Regions from separate parts of the Pan troglodytes genome. Here region 1 is linked to region 2. Evidence: chromatin contacts called from public Hi-C data. All regions are on one chromosome and are shown on one strand. The core of a region is the stretch at or near the end of the contact, and the rest is flanking DNA. Distances in the headings are between cores, read along the strand shown.

Region 1 (4,710 bases), core at 677-3,176, 92 kb before region 2:
GTTTCTTAGCGTATCTGTGACACAGTTTCTTTTTTTTTTTTTTTTTTTTTTTTTTTTTTTGAGACGGAGTCTTGCTCTCGCCCAGCCTGGAGTGCAGGGGCGCGATCTCGGCTCACTGCAAGCTCCGCCTCCCGGGTTCACGCCATTCTCCTGCCTCAGCCTCCCGAGTAGCGTAGCTGGTACTACAGGCGCCCGCCACCACGCCCGGCTAATTTTTTTGTATTATCATTAGAGACGGGGTTTCACCGTGTTAGCCAGGATGGTCTCCTGGTGACCATCGTGATCCGCCCGGCTCGTGATCCGGTCCTGACCTCGTGATCCGCCCAGCTCGGCCTCCCAAAGTGCTGGGATTACAGGCGTGAGCCACAGCGCCCGGCCGACACAGTTGTTTCCTAGTAAGACAGGAAAAGCTCTTTTTCTCATGGGCTATTATGTTGTCATTTGAGTTAATACAGGTAAAGTATTCCGAATAATGCCTTGCACATAGTGTTCAGAAAAGTCAGTCATTGCTATTGCCATTATCATCACAGTTTTTACTTCTGGCCAGTGTTTCTGTAAAGCCACTGTGGACCTTGTCACCTCAGAAGACATCATTCGTGCTTTAGCTTATCTAGATACTGAATATCACTTAGTGTGTTGAAAATAATATCTAACACTTCTATAGAGATCAGCTTGTGTTTGGGTTTTTATTTGTCTATTTATTGTATTGTCCACAAAACTGAAAACTCCACACAGATTTAGAGGCTATTATAACTAGTTAGGGAAAAGTACAATAAAACAGAATTAGGGAGACATAACTTGCTCAAAAATGCCTTCACGCCGGGCGCGGTGGCTCACGCCTGAGATCCCAGCACTTTGGGAGGCCGAGACGGGCAGATCACGAGGTCAGGAGTTCGAGACCAGCCTGGCCAACATGGCAAAACCCCATCTCTACTAAAAATACAAAAATTGGCCGGGCGTGGTGACAGGCACCTGTAATCCCAGCTACTCGGGAAGCTGAGGCAGGAGAATCGCTTGAACCCGGGAGGCGGAGGTTGCAGTGAGCCGAGATCATGCCATTGCATTCCAGCCTGGGCGACAAGAGCTAGACTCTTGTCAAAAAAAAAAAAAAAAAAAAAAAAAACCTCACATATTCGTATTTAAGAATATAGGAAACACTGATTCAGTTTCTTCTACTGTTCTCTCACAACACAGAATGCTACCGTTAGCCCAGAGGTACTGGGTTTTCCCACACACACCAAGCAAGCAATCCTGCCACAGACACCAGGTGCGTGTTCTCTCATTCCGTTCCATTTTGCCGGGACATGGCATCAGATCCCACACGTTGAGGGCTCAGTCCCACAATAGTGCACACATTTCAATGCCAGTCACAAGCACAGGTTGTGACTTGTGCTTACAGATCAGATATAAATCCAGGAGTCCCTTGACCCCCTCCTCAGGTTCAACGAAGTTGCTAGAGTGGCTCACAAAATACAGGGAAACACTTTACATAGATTTACGTATTATAAAGGATATTACAAAGTTGACAGAAGAACAGCCAGATGGAAGGGATCAGTGAGGTGAGGCATGGGAGAAGGGGCGTTGAGCCTTGGTGCCCTCCCTGGGTGCACCACGCTGCAGGAGCCTCCCAGTGTTCACCTATCCAGAAGCTCCGCTGAATCCTCTCCTTTTGGGTTGTTATGGAGCCTTCATTACATATGCATGATTGCTTATATTACTGGCCATTGGTTAAACTTTTAGATAGCCTAAGTTTTGTTTTTTTTTTTTTTTAGGAGAGACGAAGTCTCACTCTGTCACCCAGGCTGGAGTGCAATGGCGCGATATCGGCTCATTGCAACCTCCGCCTCCTGGGTTCAGGCCCCGCCCCGGCCCCGCCCACCCTATGCTCTCAGTCCCTCCCAACGCCCGGCCTTTCCCCACCGCAACCCGCCCCTTTGCCTACTGCGCGGGCAGTTTCTTGCAAACCCGGAAGCAGATCTCTTGGAGTGAAGGCTGTTAGTCGCCGCGTGAGTTTCCCTCTATCTAGATTAAACCTGCGTTTCGGAGTCCCCTGCTCCTCCGTACCCGATGTCCGGGGGTTCCTATAGCCCTTAAAGTCCCCGCACGGCTCCCTCCATTCCATGTAAATTCAGACGTTGCCGCGAGACTCTGGGGGTCGCATCGCTTTGGGTTAAAATCACACAGGCTGGTCCTGCCCGCGGTCTTTCGGCCTTCAGACCATGCAGACACCTCCTTTCCTGCGCCGTTTCCTGCTTAAAACCCTTTACTTAAAACCCTGCGCCCTGTGAAGTCCTCATCTGCGAAGTGGGTGCAGGATTTTACCGTCCCCTAACCTCGCCCTAGTCGGTTACTGGAGCGTTAGCGCCGCAGCCCCAGTCCCGGGGAGGCCGCGCCTCTGCCTGGTTCTGGGATCCTGCATACCCCACCCCTCTCCTAAGGCGCTGTCGCCCCCCACCTCTCTCCTCCTCGTGCGGGGCCCTGCTGCTCCCTAGGCCTCCCCTTCGCAGTCACCGTTTCCCCTGAGCCCGCGCTGGGGAGGTGCCCGGGGCTTGTCCTGTGATACCCGGTGTTCTTGCCTGCCCAGCTCCACCCGCTGGAAAATGTGCTCCTCCAGGATCCAGGTGTCTTACTCCAAACCCTCCCTGTGAATGTGTGGGCCAAGGGGATCAGGAGACAGAGAGAGGGGCTGAGAGAAAAGTAGAAAAACGGAGACAGAGGAAAGAATGAGGGGAACCAATAAACATGGCAAAGTAGAGGATGGGTCAGGATTTGCAGAGACAGTAAGGGCGAAAGAGGTCGCTGAGAAAGTAACGGGATGGAGAAACAACTGGAGAAATGTAGAGAAAAGCTCGATGTCTAGAGAGATGAAGGACAGCAAGGTAGGGAGAGGGGCAGCTCCTCAGACAGAGAGTTAGGGAGAGGAGCGGGTATTTGGAGCCAGGACAGACAGAGCAGCGTGGTGCTGGGACAGCAAGAAGGGGCAGCCCGTGACAAGGAGAGCAGAGGGAGAACCACAGCAGGGGGAGACCTGGGATCTGGGGGTGCCAAAGAGTGGGGACAAGGAAGTGAAACAGGGAAGAGGGGATTTAACAGGGAGAGCAGAGATAAGGGAAGAAAGAGGCAGAAATATATGGAGATTGGGGACAACCAAAAGACTGGGGTGAAAGAGGAATAAGAGGTGAAACAAGTTGCAAGAATGGAGCAGAACAAGTGGAAGAGAAGGAATAGAGGGAAGGAGAAACAGCAGGAGAAGAGAGGGGCTCAAAATGAGGAGCAGAGACCCAGGCTGAAACACAGAAAAGAAACAAGGAGAGAGAAGAAGAGAATGAGAGAGATGTACAGAATGAGGGAGGGAAACACACAGGAAGGAAGAAAGAGGGGGACTATGGCCCAGATGCATGGTGGTTTCATTGGATATGGATAATTACATCATGATATATTGATTTCTGTATCCATAATCTAACAAATTTTTTTTTCTTAAGACAGAATCTCACTCTATTTCCCAGACTGGCGTGCAATGGCACGATCTCGACTCACTGTAACTCCGCCTCCTGTGTTCAAGCGATTCTCCTGCCTCAGCCTCCCGAGTAGCTGGGATTACAGGCATGCACCACCATACCTGGCTAACTTTTGTATTTTTAGTAGAGATGGGGTTTCACTATGTTGACCAGGCTGGTCTCGAACTCCTGACCTCAGGTGATCTACCCACCTCAGCTTCCCAAAGTGCTGGGATTACAGGCATGAGCCACTGTGCCCAGCCCCTAATAATCTAACAAATTTTATATGTATATATTTTATTTCTGTTATGGAGATGCTGGTGAGAATCACAAAAGTTTTGTCTATAAGACATGTGCATTTTATACTTCCTGGCATCAGAGGTTAGCTTCTATTTGCAATCTCTGTTCTACCAGAGGGCAGTGACTTGACTCATTCAGTTATGGGTCATCCTCTTTCCTTTTCCCAGGATGGGGTAATGTGTAGGCAAGTGTATGAGTGAGGAGGAAAAACCAAAGTGTTTTTCCCACTCTCATAATCAAGTAATGAACGCTCAACAAAGAATGCATCGCCTCTCATCACCAAAACGTGTGGGGTGGGGATTTCTCCTCACCAACACGCAGTTCTTCAACAAACACTACCTGACTGTCCAATAATTTAATTCAATTCGGACACTATCTACCCAGAGTTAGCATTAGATCCCACTAGTTGAGGGTTCCCACTTCAGATACCAGCCCCAAGTCCCAGATTCGGAGCTTCGGATCCATTGAGTATAAATTTGGGATTCTCCTCATCCCTTCCTGAGGTGCTATTAATTTGCCCGAGCAGCTCATAGAACTCAGGGAAACATTTTCCTTGGTTTACCCAATTGTTTTTTGTTTGTTGGTCTGTTTTTGAGACGGAGTCTTGCTCTGTCACCCAGGCTGGAGTGCAATGGCACGATCTTGGCTCACTGCAACCTCCGCTTCCCGGGCTCAAGCAATTCTCCTGCCTCAGCCTCCCAAGTAGCTGGGATTACAGGTGTCCACCACCACGCCCAGATAATTTTTGTATTGTTAGTAGAGAAGGGGGTTCACCATGTTGGCCAGGCTGGTCTTGAACTCCTGATCTCAGGTAACCCACCCACCTTGGCCTCCCAAAGTGCCGGGATTACAGGCATGAGCTACCGCACCCGGCCTACCTAATTGTTATAAAGGATACTACGAAGCATACAGA
Region 2 (4,121 bases), core at 539-3,038:
CTCTCCTTTCTCCCCTCCCTCAAGTCTCCTGCCTGCCTTTCTGCTGCTCTGTTCAGACTCTCACTTCCTGCAGTTCTGCAGTCAGTTTGCCCCACACGAGACCCAAGGATCTGGGTCTGTGAGTAATATTCAAGCCAACATCATTGCCAAGTGAGAAATCTCAGACCCCAGGACCTTTTTTCCATGGAGGGGCCTGGGCACAGAGACAGACTCTTCTTTTTGCAGAGTTTAGGGTCTTTTATTGGCCACGTGGGTCTGCTGAGCCTCAGACAGGGATCCCATAGTCAGCCAGATGTGTTTCTGGGTGGACTTGCGCTTGCCCTTCCACAGGTTGGTAAGCAGAGTGGTCTCCATGAAGGGCCCTTGGCTCTGCCCCTCAGCTGGTCCTGCTCAGCTCCCTTCTCACGAAAAAGACCACCCCAAGGACGAACATGCAGTCCACCCCTGCATACATCAGTCTCCCAAAGTGAAGACCATAAAAATGGCCTAATATTTCATTCATTCATTCAGTTATTTATTTATTTCGAGACGGAGTCTCGTTCTGTCTCCCAGGCTGGAGTCCAGTGGTGCGATCTCAGCTCACTGCAACCTCTGTCTCCTGAGTTCAAGCAATTCTCCTGCCTCAAGCTCCGGAGTAGCTGGGACTACAGGCGTGTGCCACCACTCCTGGGTCATTTTTTTGTATTTTTAGTAGAGACAGGGTTTTACCATGTTGGTCAGCTGGTCTTGAACTCCTGACTTCATATGATCTGTCCACCTCGGCCTCCCAAAGTGCTGGGATTACAAGCATTAAGTCACCGCACCTGACCATATAGCATTTCCTTTTAATTATTTACTTATTTAATTTTTACTACACTCCCATTTTAGCAATACTGATATTTCATTTAATGTTGCTATTATTATTTACTGTTATTGAGACAGAAGCTTTGTCTGTGTTAGACGATGATCTCATGTAATGTGACTCTTTTATAATTGTGCTTAGGATTCCACGGGAGATGAGTGAATAAACGACTGAACATTGTGCATAAACAGACAATTTATATATTCATAAGATTAAGACATTTTGTATTCCTCATCCGTTATGCAAAGCAAAGACTAGACACTCTGGAGTCATCTCTCATGAGAACAAGCCTGCAGACAGCTGGGAAGCACACCAGCCACCAACTGGGAGTATTAAAAAGAGCAATCCAGTCTCCAAATCAAGGAGAGGGTTCAAATCATAGAAAAGCTGCAGAGCCACCGGGTCTCAGAGTTTCCCGCGGAAACGCTGGGACTCGCTACCAATCCCATGAGCGCACCTGGGGATTTTAACGTCTGGTGGGATGGTGGATTCCGAGTGTGGTTGGACAGGGCTGGAGTGCCCTGAAAGGCCTGAATGCTCTCCTGCCGGTGAGAAAACTGGAAGCGGATTCTGGGCGGGAGCTGTCGCCAGCGAGAGGCGGGTCTTGGATAGTGGGGAGAGGCCAGGGTGGGGAGGGTGGAAGCCACCGTGAGGTGGGGTCTGGGCAATGGGAAAGGGGTGCAAGAGGGTCGTGTGGGAGAGTGGAACTGCTGTGGGCGGGGCCTGGGCAGTGGGGAGGGGGCGGGGTGAGAAGGGTGAAAGTCGCCCTGGGGTGGGGTCTGGGCAACGGGAAAGGGCTGGAAGAGGGTGGGGTGGGAGGGTGGAACTACCGTGGGGGCGGGGCCTGGGCAGTGGGGAGGGGGCGGGGTGAGAAGGGTAAAAGTCGCCCTGGGGTGGGGTCTGGGCAACGGGAAAGGGCTGGAAGAGGGCGGCGGGATGAGAGGGTGGAAGCTGCTATGGTGCAGTCTGGGCTGTGGGAAGCGGGCAGGGCCGGGAAAGGAGCGGGTCTGGGCTCTCTACTCCTCTTGGCCCCAGGTCATTTTCTGCTGTCAGCCTTTCTCTCCACTAGGACTGGATCGACAGCATTGCACTGCTAAAATAAAGTTTCAGCTCATTGAAATTAGCCGGGGATGCTTCCTGCTTATTTTCAGTTAATAAGCAGGGATGCTTCCGGCTTATTTTCAGTCCAGGGACGCTTCCTGCTTATTTTCAGTTAATCCAACATTTCAAACAATTTAAGGCAAAAGAACAGAATTGTACTGGGCCACTTAATTGAAGGCTAAGGTTTTTTTACTCTTACATTGAAAACGATTTAAGTGAAAAACTCATTTTGTTTGCAGGTGGAGACAGGCATCCTACCATTAAGAGGATCACAACTCATCTTAGCTCAGGGTACCAGGAGGGGTGCAGGGGCATCAGCGGATGGTCCCTGTGGGGCAGTGGTTTCATCCTGGAACTGGCAATTAGAACCGTTTAATTAATCCGGGACCTGATTTGTCTGTTTAGAGGATGAAACGAAGGTGAAATTTCTACTTGTGCTGTGTTCAGTTTCATAGTGACAACGATCGGAACATCGTTTCCATTTCTATTTGCCAGGCACCGGGATGGAAGAAAGAGAAGTCTGGGCTTAGGTCCAGGGGCGTTTCAAGGACCCTGGACCAGGGTGTGTGGAGGAAGGGTATCTGGTAATTTAGGTCGCCAACCATTCCCTTAAACATAAAGAATACTTTTTAAAATAGAGGAATTATAGGGAAAATCTCAGAGATAAATTTCTGGGTTACTTGGTATTTTGGAGTATTTTGTGTTGTAGATCAAGAAGCTTTCAGATGCATTTTGGAAGATAAAATAGTTTGGAGTGTTACCTTGTATGATATCGGGGTCTCATTGGAGCATGTGCATCACTAATGCCTTGTTTCCTTATCTTTCAATTGTTGATCTATTACACAATTGTAAGGGAATTTTAAATGTATATGGCTTTGAAATGAAGTTGGTGCATCTAATTTTTTCAATTAGCTGAAATTTTCCTTTAGCAGTTAATGATGTCTCTTATGTGTGACAGGAACATTCAGTACACCCACAGTGAAGGCTGAGTGCCCTTCAAAGCTTTTTTCTTCTGTTTTTTGTTTTTTGAGACAGGCTCTGTCACCCAGGCTGGAGTGGTGCGATCATAGCTCACTGCAATCTCACACTCACTTCAGCCTCCTGAATAGCTGGGACTATAGACATGCACCACCGCACCTGGATAATTTCTCAATTTTTTTGTATAGATGGGGTCTTACTATGTTGCCCAGGCTGGATTCAGTGCCGAGTCTCAAAGGCCAAGGTACCAGGGCAAGTTCATTATTTTTGAGTTTCACTTGGTGTTATGTGTTGACAATGTAGAAGCCGATTTTGACCCTGTAATCCTAGCAGATAGCAAAGGTTAAGCCTCCCCTTTCCATCCTTTCTTCTTTTTTTTGTTTTTTTAGATGGAGTCCTGCTCTGTTGCCCAGGCTGGAGTGCAGTGGCACGATCTTGGCTCACTGCAGCCTCTGCCTCCCAGGTTCAAGTGATTCTCCTGCCTCAGCCTCCCTAGTAACTGGGATAACAGGCGCTGCCACCGCGCCTGGCTAATTTTTGTATTTTTAGTAGAGACAGCGTTTCACCATGTTGGCCAGGCTTATTTTGAACTCCTGACCTCAGGTGATCCACCTGCCTCGGCCTCCCAGAGTGAAGTGCTTGGATTACAGGCATGAACCACCGTGCCCGGCCAGAAATATCCTTTTTAAATCTCTTGTGAATATGTTGATTTTGCTTCAATGAAAATGTATAAGCATTTAAACTCTGCATATACAAAATGGATTCATGGCTTTCATCTATAATCAGATTCACCCCTACTATTCTCAATTTAATGAAAAGATCCAAAATCAAATCATTTCTTTGCTTGGGATCATGGAAGTCCATGCTGAAACTGCTTTCTTGTCAACATAGGTACTTAGCAATATTGCATAACACAGAGCAGTCTACCTTGCAAAAGTCCCCAAATCTATCCCAGACACCATATCTTTTGAAACTGTAGATGTAGTTGTGAAATATGCTATTTTTCCTGTCTAAACAATTGTATTTTCAATTAATCACCACTTTTCCATTGATGAAATCTTCCACATGTGGGGATGTGAGAGGCAAACATACTTCAAAGTAGAGGTAAATTCACAGATGTTGCCGTAAAATTATTGCTAGTAGATACGATGCCATTTAATATTTGATAATCTAGTTTTACTTTGTATAGGGTTCATATGAA

What was found. Hi-C and Micro-C count contacts between places; a contact is called where the count stands out from the background.
Region 1: a Hi-C map of induced pluripotent stem cells shows a contact between it and region 2, with 2.4 times the contacts expected there. The contact joins the promoter of ZNF665 here to the enhancer-like site in region 2. A contact is called at or near these places in 2 of 7 Hi-C or Micro-C datasets (both in induced pluripotent stem cells).

Annotation. Positions count from the first base shown.
Region 1 is chr20:56,028,190-56,032,899 of NHGRI_mPanTro3-v2.0_pri, reverse strand. It overlaps ZNF665 (zinc finger protein 665), which reads left to right and starts at 1,926. Exons shown (of 5, transcript XM_054672588.2): 1 at 1,926-2,006.
Region 2 is chr20:55,936,293-55,940,413 of NHGRI_mPanTro3-v2.0_pri, reverse strand. All of the region lies in intron 1 of ZNF160 (zinc finger protein 160), which reads left to right. Among named protein-coding and RNA genes, the nearest start is that of ZNF160, 8.9 kb to the left of the region's middle. Within about 2 kb of position 1,788, at least 5 of the 24 cell types and tissues checked have an H3K27ac peak or open chromatin away from gene starts, as enhancers often do. A contact at or near this core is called in induced pluripotent stem cells, where this site is marked.